Regions from separate parts of the Sus scrofa genome. Here all the other regions are linked to region 3. Evidence: chromatin contacts called from public HiChIP or PLAC-seq data. All regions are on one chromosome and are shown on one strand. Each heading gives the region's core, a stretch centred on a gene start, on an enhancer-like site or on the middle of the called end of the contact. The rest is flanking DNA. Distances are from core to core; before and after follow the strand shown. Region 1 has its middle 150 kb from the start of EGLN3. Region 2 has its middle 170 kb from the start of EGLN3. Region 3 holds the start of EGLN3 (egl nine homolog 3).

Region 1 (2,700 bases), core at 12-2,511, 150 kb before region 3:
GAAGGAAGCAGTGAAAGTGGAGGTTTGAAGATGCATCTTTAGCAGCTGGAACAGGCTGCCTGGAGTGATAGCAGAAGGAAAAAGGGAGCAAGTAAACATGTCTGCTGCTCTTATTTCAGTGGAGGAAAAACTGCAAGGTATTGGGAGTAACTTCACGGGCTTGATGCTTTTATCAATTTTTTTCTGAGTTGAGATAATTGTCTCCTACATGTTTACCTAGAACCTCTGTGATCTTGTTCTGAATGGCTTTAATCTATTCTTAAAGGGTTTCCAAACGTGACTAAGATAATTCTTTCATTCTTTTGCTCTTTCTGTTTAAAAATTAAAGAGCTTACAGTAATAGAGATCTCTAACCAATATAGCCTAGAGGATCACCTACAAATGCTCTCTGAATAGAAAAAAATTTAAACCTGATTCAAATATAGTTCACCACATTTAAAACCTCTCCTTAGTTTCTGTTTAAAATCTGGTGATTTAAGTGTGGAGTTCTTGTTTCTTCATTGTATTGCTGGACGTATGTTAGATATAATGTATAAGACTCTCAACAGGATATCATATAGCCAGTATTTTTTATTGTACTAAATTTCAGGGCTAATTTAAGTTTAAACTCTTTATTTTAGAAAATCAGTAACAGCAACTAATTAGCACATCTCATTCTGGATGTATTTGCCAACCAATTTCAGAGACTCATTTGCCTGTTAAGAGATCTTATTGAACACCAGCACCACAGACTCTCCTTTTTTTTCCTAGTAAACAGCTCATGCTTATTATCTTATTACAGGAATGCCACTGGTTAAATCAGCCTGTGAATATAAATAGCCATATTACTGCCATCAGGCATCAATGTTTATTTAGTGGCTGTGAGTCATGCATACCTCTTTGATCGGGTTTGGAATGAGCCGTTGCAGTTTTTGTTCAAAAAGGTTATTTGCAAAGGCTACAGAAGTATCAGTTAGATTAAACATGAAATTAATCAGTGTGGAATTTTATCAGCCATTTCTGCCACCAAACACCAGGTGTCAAGAGCATGTGCAAATGAAGGCTTAAACATAATGAAGCTGGGGGACAGCTTAGTGGGGAGATCAGAAAGGATTTCGAGAGGTCTATCATGCTGAGGGAGGAAAGTTGGAGTGATGGAGAGAGGAAGGGAAAGAGGAAGGAAGAAGCGGGTGGGAAGGAGGGAAGGAAGGGAACACTGAAGGCCTAGTGAATCGTCTTGCACTCCCTGGCAGTTTCACATGGTATATCTCTTAGCCCAGTATATGGAATGTTAAGTCAGGTGACCTGAGTTAGCCTGAGCTCTGCTCTGCCCAGTGATCTTTGGAAAACTACTTAATGCATACACACATTTTATAGCATACATGCATTACAAAGTATACATATATAATAAACTTGCACAAAAGCAGAGGAAAACACATTTTCCACTTCAACATTTCTTTAGGTGAAAAATATCAGAGAGAGAGAGAGAGACCCGAGAGAGCTGTTATATGGTTTCAGCTGATGAAACTATGTTGGTGGAAGAGATGTGGCCCTTTAATTGGAGGACTCACTTAAACTGAGTCTGTTCATTTATTCAACATTTAGTGGATACTCCAGGTTGTCAGGCATATATATTAAGAGAGGCCTGTGAATATTATAACATACCATGTTTAGTACTGTGATGATTGCCACTATAAATTCCTGGTGACCTCATTCTCAACCCAGGCCTCATCACTGCTCAGCAATTCTATGGCATTTCACTGGGTGGTTCTCCCAGTGCCTATTTCTAACATTCCCCACTATCTTCAAGGTTCTGACTCCCATATTTCAGTTCTTCTTACTCTCAGTAGATGATCTAACCTTCCCTGAAGTGAAAATAAATTGACCTACATTCGCATTCATCCTCTCCTTCTACCTCATTCTCATCACAGGGAATATCTTTCCTCTTAGACAATTGTTCTACCTGTGATTTGGATCTCATTTCTTCTCAAAGTCCTTTTCCCATCCAGAATCTTTCATTCTTTACTGTCAATTAGTTCTTTCTCATCTGCAGATAAAAATGCTTAGTCTTTTCAAATTAAGAAAAAAAAAATCCTCCTTTGAAGAACTACAAAGAACAACTGGAAGACAAGTTTTAAAATGGCAATAAGTACATACCCATCAATAATTACTTTAAGTGTTAATAGATTAATGGTCCAATTAAAAGAGTTAGAGTGGCAGATTGAATAAAAAACATTAACCTACAATCAGCTGCTTACAAGAGATGTCAGGGTGAAAGGTCTACACAGACTGAAAGTGAGGGAATGGAAAAAGATATTTCATGCATGTGGAAACAACAAGAAAGCAGGAGTAGCAATATTCATATCAGACAAGATAGACTTAAAAACAAAGGCCATAAAGAGAGACAAATGAGGACATTATATAAAGATACAGGTATCAATATAAGAGGAAGGTATTGCAGTTGTTAACATATATGCACCCAATATAGGAACACCTAAATATATGAAACAAATGCTGATAGACGTAAAGAGAGAAATCAACAGGAATACAATAATAGTAGGAGATTTTAACACACCAATGATAGCGATGGACAGATCATCCAGGCAGAAAAATCAGTATGAGAGCTCCTTAATGAGACAATAGACCAGTTGGACTTAATTGATGTCTATAGGACACTACTTACTACAAAAAGCCAAACTATCCATTTTTTCAAGCGAACAT
Region 2 (2,883 bases), core at 128-2,627, 170 kb before region 3:
GAACAGCAGTACCTCCTTCCTTGGGTTGTCATGAGGACTACTGAGTTTACCTGTATGAAGAGTTTAGAGTGGGTGGTGGCTGCACTGAGCCAGCTCTCCCTTAGCTCTGATGAGCAGGCTGCCTGCTGCATCCCGTGCATTTGCCACCTAGTAACCTTGTTGGAGCATTTGCGATCTGCTGGAAGCATGGGCTAGAGGAGAAATCAGCATGCTCAGTTCAGATTAAGATTCTCTGGACTGCCCTGCCTCTGGGTTGGTAGCTAAGTGCATAGTTGAATTGTCTGCTCCCACAGGCATGGTCAATGGTCAATGCTGCCTTTTTTTTTTTTGGTCTGCTTCTGGGTTGTCCACCAGAGACTTTATCCCTGGAGTGGTGCTCTCAGACCTAGCCAGGCAAGACAGGGCTGCCATCACCATTGTGGGGTGACTGATGGCTCCCGGGGAGCTGGGCTTCCCTTCTGCCCTGAGGCCTGGCTGTGAAAGAAAGCAGATGAAAAAATGGTAGCAATAAAGAAGGCTGCTCCTGGTAGACAACGCCTATTTGTTTCCAGGATGATAAGGCTTGGGGCCTCAGACGGCAGAGTCTGGAATCTGAGCAATCTGGTTCTCTTTCCAGCTTCTGGAACCCTCCTGTGACATGGCTGCTCCCCTGTGCCTCCAATTTACCCTTAGGATCTTGCCCTTCAGAGGTCTGGTCATGATTTGCGGGTCGAGACTGGCTTGTATAATGGAGAGCGGGTCGGATGTGGGGGAGACCACAGTGGCTGCAGGTAAATATTTCACAGCATCACTGGACCGAGAGGCTCAGTGAAGGCACTTTAGTACTTAACCTCCTTGGGCCTCTTTTTGTGAAATGAAGGCCACCTGAACCAACTTTGGGGCGTGTCCTGAGACTAAGAAAATCCCTGGAGAAAAAGCTAAGGAAAAATCAGGTGGGCTATTTATTGTGTTAACAGAACAGTGATGCTTATCAGATATCGGATGCCCTGGTTTGAGGGCCTGGTTGGGGGCGCTCATCCTCAGGTGGAGCGTTTCCCTTCCTGCCTCTCCTCCTCCCTCCCATCCTGGCCCCTTCGCCGCAGGCCGGTTGGTTCTAAGGAATGGTTGCCCTTAGACCAGCGTAGGAGCAGGAACTTCAGGGAGACAGCCCTTCAGGCTGCCTGGGCTGCTCCGGGAATGCAGCGGCTTCTCCTTGGGCGGCGAATCCTCTCAGAGCCCAAGGAAGGGCTGCCCTCATCCGCCTCACCCAGGCTGACCTGGAAAAACTGTCCCCACAAATCAGGCCCTGCGTCTTAGTTCTGCGCTTTCTATAAGGTACCAGGCCTCCTGAGAGGGCGGGGCCACCGCTCACGTGACGATAGGGGTGGTACGACGTACAGCCAATCAACTTACAGTGTCCAACATTCCACCTCTAGAGCATGACGGCCAAACAAAGCCATTCCGGTTCCACTGCAGTCTTTACGGGAAAATTTTCAGTCTGCCACCAGAGGGTGCCCACAGAGCTCTCTGAAAATGACCCAAACCTGCAGAATTAGAGAAAAAATTTCCAGTACTTCTAAGACCAAGACAAAGTACAGCTCCCAAACACAGGACTGGGAGAGATGCACGGGTTCAGCTAATGACCTGTGAGTTTTCAGGGGCAGAAGAGCCAGGGTGGGAGTGATAGAAATTACCTGAGTTTTAGTTAAACAAGTTGCATCTTGATTTTAAATTGGCAATTGCAAATAGCACTTTGGGGATTGGCTTCAGGCGCATTTTCATTCCCTGGCAAAACTCCCTTCCCCACACTTTCTTTCCCCAGCCTGTGTACAAAGGAAATGCAAATACATGTAAATATTGGCCTAAGCCACAGGCTTCTTGGAAGGTAAGGCTGCTGCTTAAAAAAAAAAAATCCTGTAATGCAAGTGAAAAGACAGAGATTTTCTGAGCTGCTGCTCTTGAGGCCTTAGGAATAATAAAAAAAAAAAAAATGGAGAAGCCATGGATCTCTGAAGAGCTGGCCTGGTGTGTAGCGTGCTGGACTGAGTGGAGGAGAGGGGCAGGTTCCTCCCTGACCCCAGCAGGGCTGGCAGGCAGGCTGTCTGGCCTCCCTGCCTCTCCAGGGCCTGGCGCAATGATTGACATACAGTAGGTGACTGTTGAGCTTTGCTGAATGAGTGAATGAATGAATGAATGAGAGGTGAGCCAGAGTGGGTGGGACACTTGCCAGGGCCCCCTGGAAGCTTTCACCAGGATGAATTGGGGAAAGGCTGAGTGCGGTGGAAGGGGAATTTTCTGGGGAGGAGAGGTGCCATTTCTGATGTAGGCTGCCCCTGGCTCAGGCCTTTTCTGTGAATGTCCAGGCCTCCAGATGATATGTTTTGACTTTGCTCTAATGCTGGTTAGGACTGCCCAGTGGTCCCATTCATTCACAGGAACCACTCATTCCCAGTTATTGGATACCTGCTGGGGATCCTGGCAGTTATCCCCTGCCCCCACACAGGGGACCCCAGCCTTCTTTTGCTCTGGCTTTCTGGAAATCAGCCAGCAAGGAACCAGGCAGTACCAGTTGCTGGGCAATTGGGCCATTCATTTCTCTGGACAAATGCAGGATTGTGTGTGTGTGTTTGTGTATTCGACAGTGAGTATGGATTGCAGTAATGCCTTGGGTGTGTGTGGGGGGGGGTTGTGGTCTGCCATTTACATAGCCCTTTGACAGCACCCAGGGCTGCCTCTTGCTGATACATGCTTGGAAGAAAAGAGATCATGGACATTTACATTTAGAAGTGGCTCTAGTTGGGAGACAAATTATTTTACCTAGGTTTTCATACTTCTCATTCACCTCAGGAGGAATTAAGATATCTGTGCCTTTCAGGGTTTTAAAAGGTCCCTACACAAAATCTC
Region 3 (2,700 bases), core at 200-2,699:
CATGGCCCGGTGGATAAAAGTGCAGAAACTGTAGGGGACTGAGTTCAAAATAAACAATACCTCTAACGCCCGTACATTCTTCTTTTTTTAACTTCTTAAACAAATATTAACTATACTTTTAATTTATCTATTTTTCCTTTTTTTTTTTTTTAATGGCTACACCTGCAGCATATGGCAGTTCCCAGGCTAGGGGCTGAATCAGCTGCAGCTGCTGGCCTACACCACAGCCACAGCAATGCCAGATCTACACTGCAATGCAGGATCCCCAACTCACTGAGTGAGGCCAGGGCTCAAACCCACATCCTCATGGACATTATGTAGTGTTCGGAACCCTCTGAGCCACAACAGGAACTCCTATTCAGTTTATTTAAACTAAAAGAGAAAACAAAAACAGCTCAACCTTTTTTTTGTTTTGGTTCAACTTTATATAAGACCTTATGTGATGTAACTTACATAACAACTTAATGTGAAAACTGTGCATTCTTTTGTTCAACTTAAATGAAGAACCCACGTGCAAACTAACGTAAAACATAGACATAGCTTTGCACACAATTTACGACTCTTTTTTTCCTGATTCTGTCCTCTGGTGTTCAGTAGAAAAGGGAATTTTAAAAGTCCATAAATCGGCTTACCTTTGTGATAACTAAGGAGTCGTCTCAGTAGTGGCCCTCTCTCCCACATAAATGCGGTTTTCTGTGGGAAAAGTCAGGTGAAAAATCTAGAATATTATCCTTTGGGGGAACATAATTATGTTGGCTATTACATGAGCATGTGGATAATTTTGAAGGCTGACTTTCAGAACATCGTATTTTAGTAAGAAGCCTGAAAGGTAGGTAAGTAGATGAAAACATCCAGCAAAGCAAAATACAGTATTTTCAGGGTTCCAGGAGATAACGACCCAGTATTTCTTCACTGTTCACACCCTCCTTCGTTGAGCGCATAAGACCTTGAATACAGCAGGGGTCAGGGAGCTGCTTGTTAATTTTAGTTAAAATTGGATTCTTCCCTGTCTCTCAATGGCTTGAAGCTGCCGACCTGGGTCAAAACAGCAGAGGAAAGGGGAATAAGGTAGCAGGTAAACCTAGCACGAGATCGTTGCTAAAATATTTGCTCCTGGATTTATTATTTTAATCAAAAGCCTGTGAGCCTAGACTATGCTGTTAATTTCATTTACATTTTAAGAGTTGGAAAGCAGCTTTTCAAGTTTGTTTTGGGAATTTATGTAAAACAATATGCAAATCGATAGCATTCTAAAAATGCCTTTGGTTCTCCAGGCCCTCTTCGGGTCACAAACAAGCGAGGCGGGCGCCGGGCTCGCCGGCCGGGTTTCTTGGGCCAGGGGTAAACCCGGCGGGGTGGCGGGCGGGGAGGAAGGGCTGTCCCGGAGGCGGTCCCGAGGCGGAGCCTGGGCGGGGTCCGTGACGCTAGGAGTCGGCAGGCTCAGGGGCTGGACCTCAGCCTCTCCTCCCCGCCTGGGGCCGCCGACGCACCAGTGGTGGCTCTGCGCTTCCAAAAGGGGCCCTCCGCCTGCTCACTGGGCCAGACTGGCGCTGAGTCGTGAAACCCTACACAGCTCTCGCCGGTCCCTGAACAGGATCACTCCTTCCCAGAGTTACGAACAACTTTCCCCTCTCCCTGGCGCCGCGGCGGCTCGGGTACCTTGGCCGTCGCAGGTAGCTGAACCCCAGGCCACGCTCCCCGCGCCTGGGCTGAGCATACACTCAGGTCGCTCCCTCTCTGGGTGCACGCTGGGGGTCCCTGACCTCGGCTCTGTGGGCACGATGCCCCTAGGACACATCATGAGGCTGGATCTGGAGAAAATCGCCCTGGAGTATATCGTGCCCTGTCTGCACGAGGTCGGCTTCTGCTACCTGGACAACTTCTTGGGCGAGGTGGTGGGCGATTGTGTCCTGGAGCGCGTCAAGCAGCTGCACTGCACCGGGGCCCTGCGGGACGGCCAGCTGGCCGGGCCCCGCGCGGGCGTTTCCAAGCGGCACCTGCGGGGCGACCAGATCACGTGGATCGGAGGCAACGAGGAAGGCTGCGAGGCCATCAGCTTCCTCCTGTCCCTCCTCGACAGGCTGGTCCTGTACTGCGGGAGCCGGCTGGGCAAATACTACGTCAAGGAAAGGTCCAAGGTAGGACGTGCGCGGACGCTCGGCTGCTGCAGCCCGCGGGGACCGGGGACGTTCGGAGTGCGCTGATTGTTGCCTTCACAGGGCAGCAAGCGAACCTTAGTTTTTTAACCAAGAAGCAAGAAGCCTGCCTCGTCCCCCAACCCCCTTCCCATGTTTGGACAGGTTATAAGAAACATTATGTATGATCCGAGGCACACCTGAAACTCTTGACCTTAAATGTTTACTTTCAAGTCACCTCATATTGCCCTTCAGGCCTTCCCTGTGTGGAGGAGATTCCGACATAAGCACTTTTAAATAATTCTAGAGACAGTGTGATTTCACGATGTGGCATTTGGTTTGCGGGATTTGGCAGATGTGAGAAGAATTTGACTTGTGAAGGAGTAAGGCTCATCTACACTTTTGAGTGCTGCCTTTGGCTTGTTGCCCCCGGGACACTATTAGATCACCCACTTGATGTAAAAATGCTCTCCTGGTGCTGAGCCCAGGCCACCACTTGCCTTTCCTAACTATCAATTGCTGGGGAAATCCATCAGAACAACCAGTTAAGTGATCCAGAGAGGGT

The links. HiChIP or PLAC-seq counts read pairs in DNA pulled down with a chosen protein or histone mark.
Region 1: an H3K27ac HiChIP or PLAC-seq map of skeletal muscle shows a contact between it and region 3. The contact joins the enhancer-like site here to the promoter of EGLN3 in region 3. A contact is called at or near these places in 2 of 5 promoter capture datasets (fetal liver and fetal skeletal muscle), 9 of 47 Hi-C or Micro-C datasets (embryonic fibroblasts, fetal heart ventricle, fetal liver and 3 more) and 2 of 2 datasets of contacts at active chromatin or transcription factors (alveolar macrophages and skeletal muscle).
Region 2: an H3K27ac HiChIP or PLAC-seq map of alveolar macrophages shows a contact between it and region 3. The contact joins the enhancer-like site here to the promoter of EGLN3 in region 3. A contact is called at or near these places in 5 of 5 promoter capture datasets (fetal liver, fetal skeletal muscle, liver and 1 more), 28 of 47 Hi-C or Micro-C datasets (alveolar macrophages, blood, brain and 13 more) and 2 of 2 datasets of contacts at active chromatin or transcription factors (alveolar macrophages and skeletal muscle).

Annotation. Positions count from the first base shown.
Region 1 is chr7:65,653,115-65,655,814 of Sscrofa11.1, forward strand. No RefSeq gene overlaps it. Among named protein-coding and RNA genes, the nearest start is that of EGLN3, 150 kb to the right of the region's middle. Within about 2 kb of position 1,262, at least 8 of the 83 cell types and tissues checked have an H3K27ac peak or open chromatin away from gene starts, as enhancers often do. A contact at or near this core is called in embryonic fibroblasts and skeletal muscle, where this site is marked.
Region 2 is chr7:65,634,559-65,637,441 of Sscrofa11.1, forward strand. No RefSeq gene overlaps it. Among named protein-coding and RNA genes, the nearest start is that of EGLN3, 170 kb to the right of the region's middle. Within about 2 kb of position 1,378, at least 36 of the 83 cell types and tissues checked have an H3K27ac peak or open chromatin away from gene starts, as enhancers often do. A contact at or near this core is called in alveolar macrophages, brain, epiblast stem cells and 2 more, where this site is marked.
Region 3 is chr7:65,804,064-65,806,763 of Sscrofa11.1, forward strand. EGLN3 (egl nine homolog 3) reads left to right here and starts at 1,450. Exons shown (of 5, transcript XM_001928507.6): 1 at 1,450-2,138. The coding sequence starts at 1,782.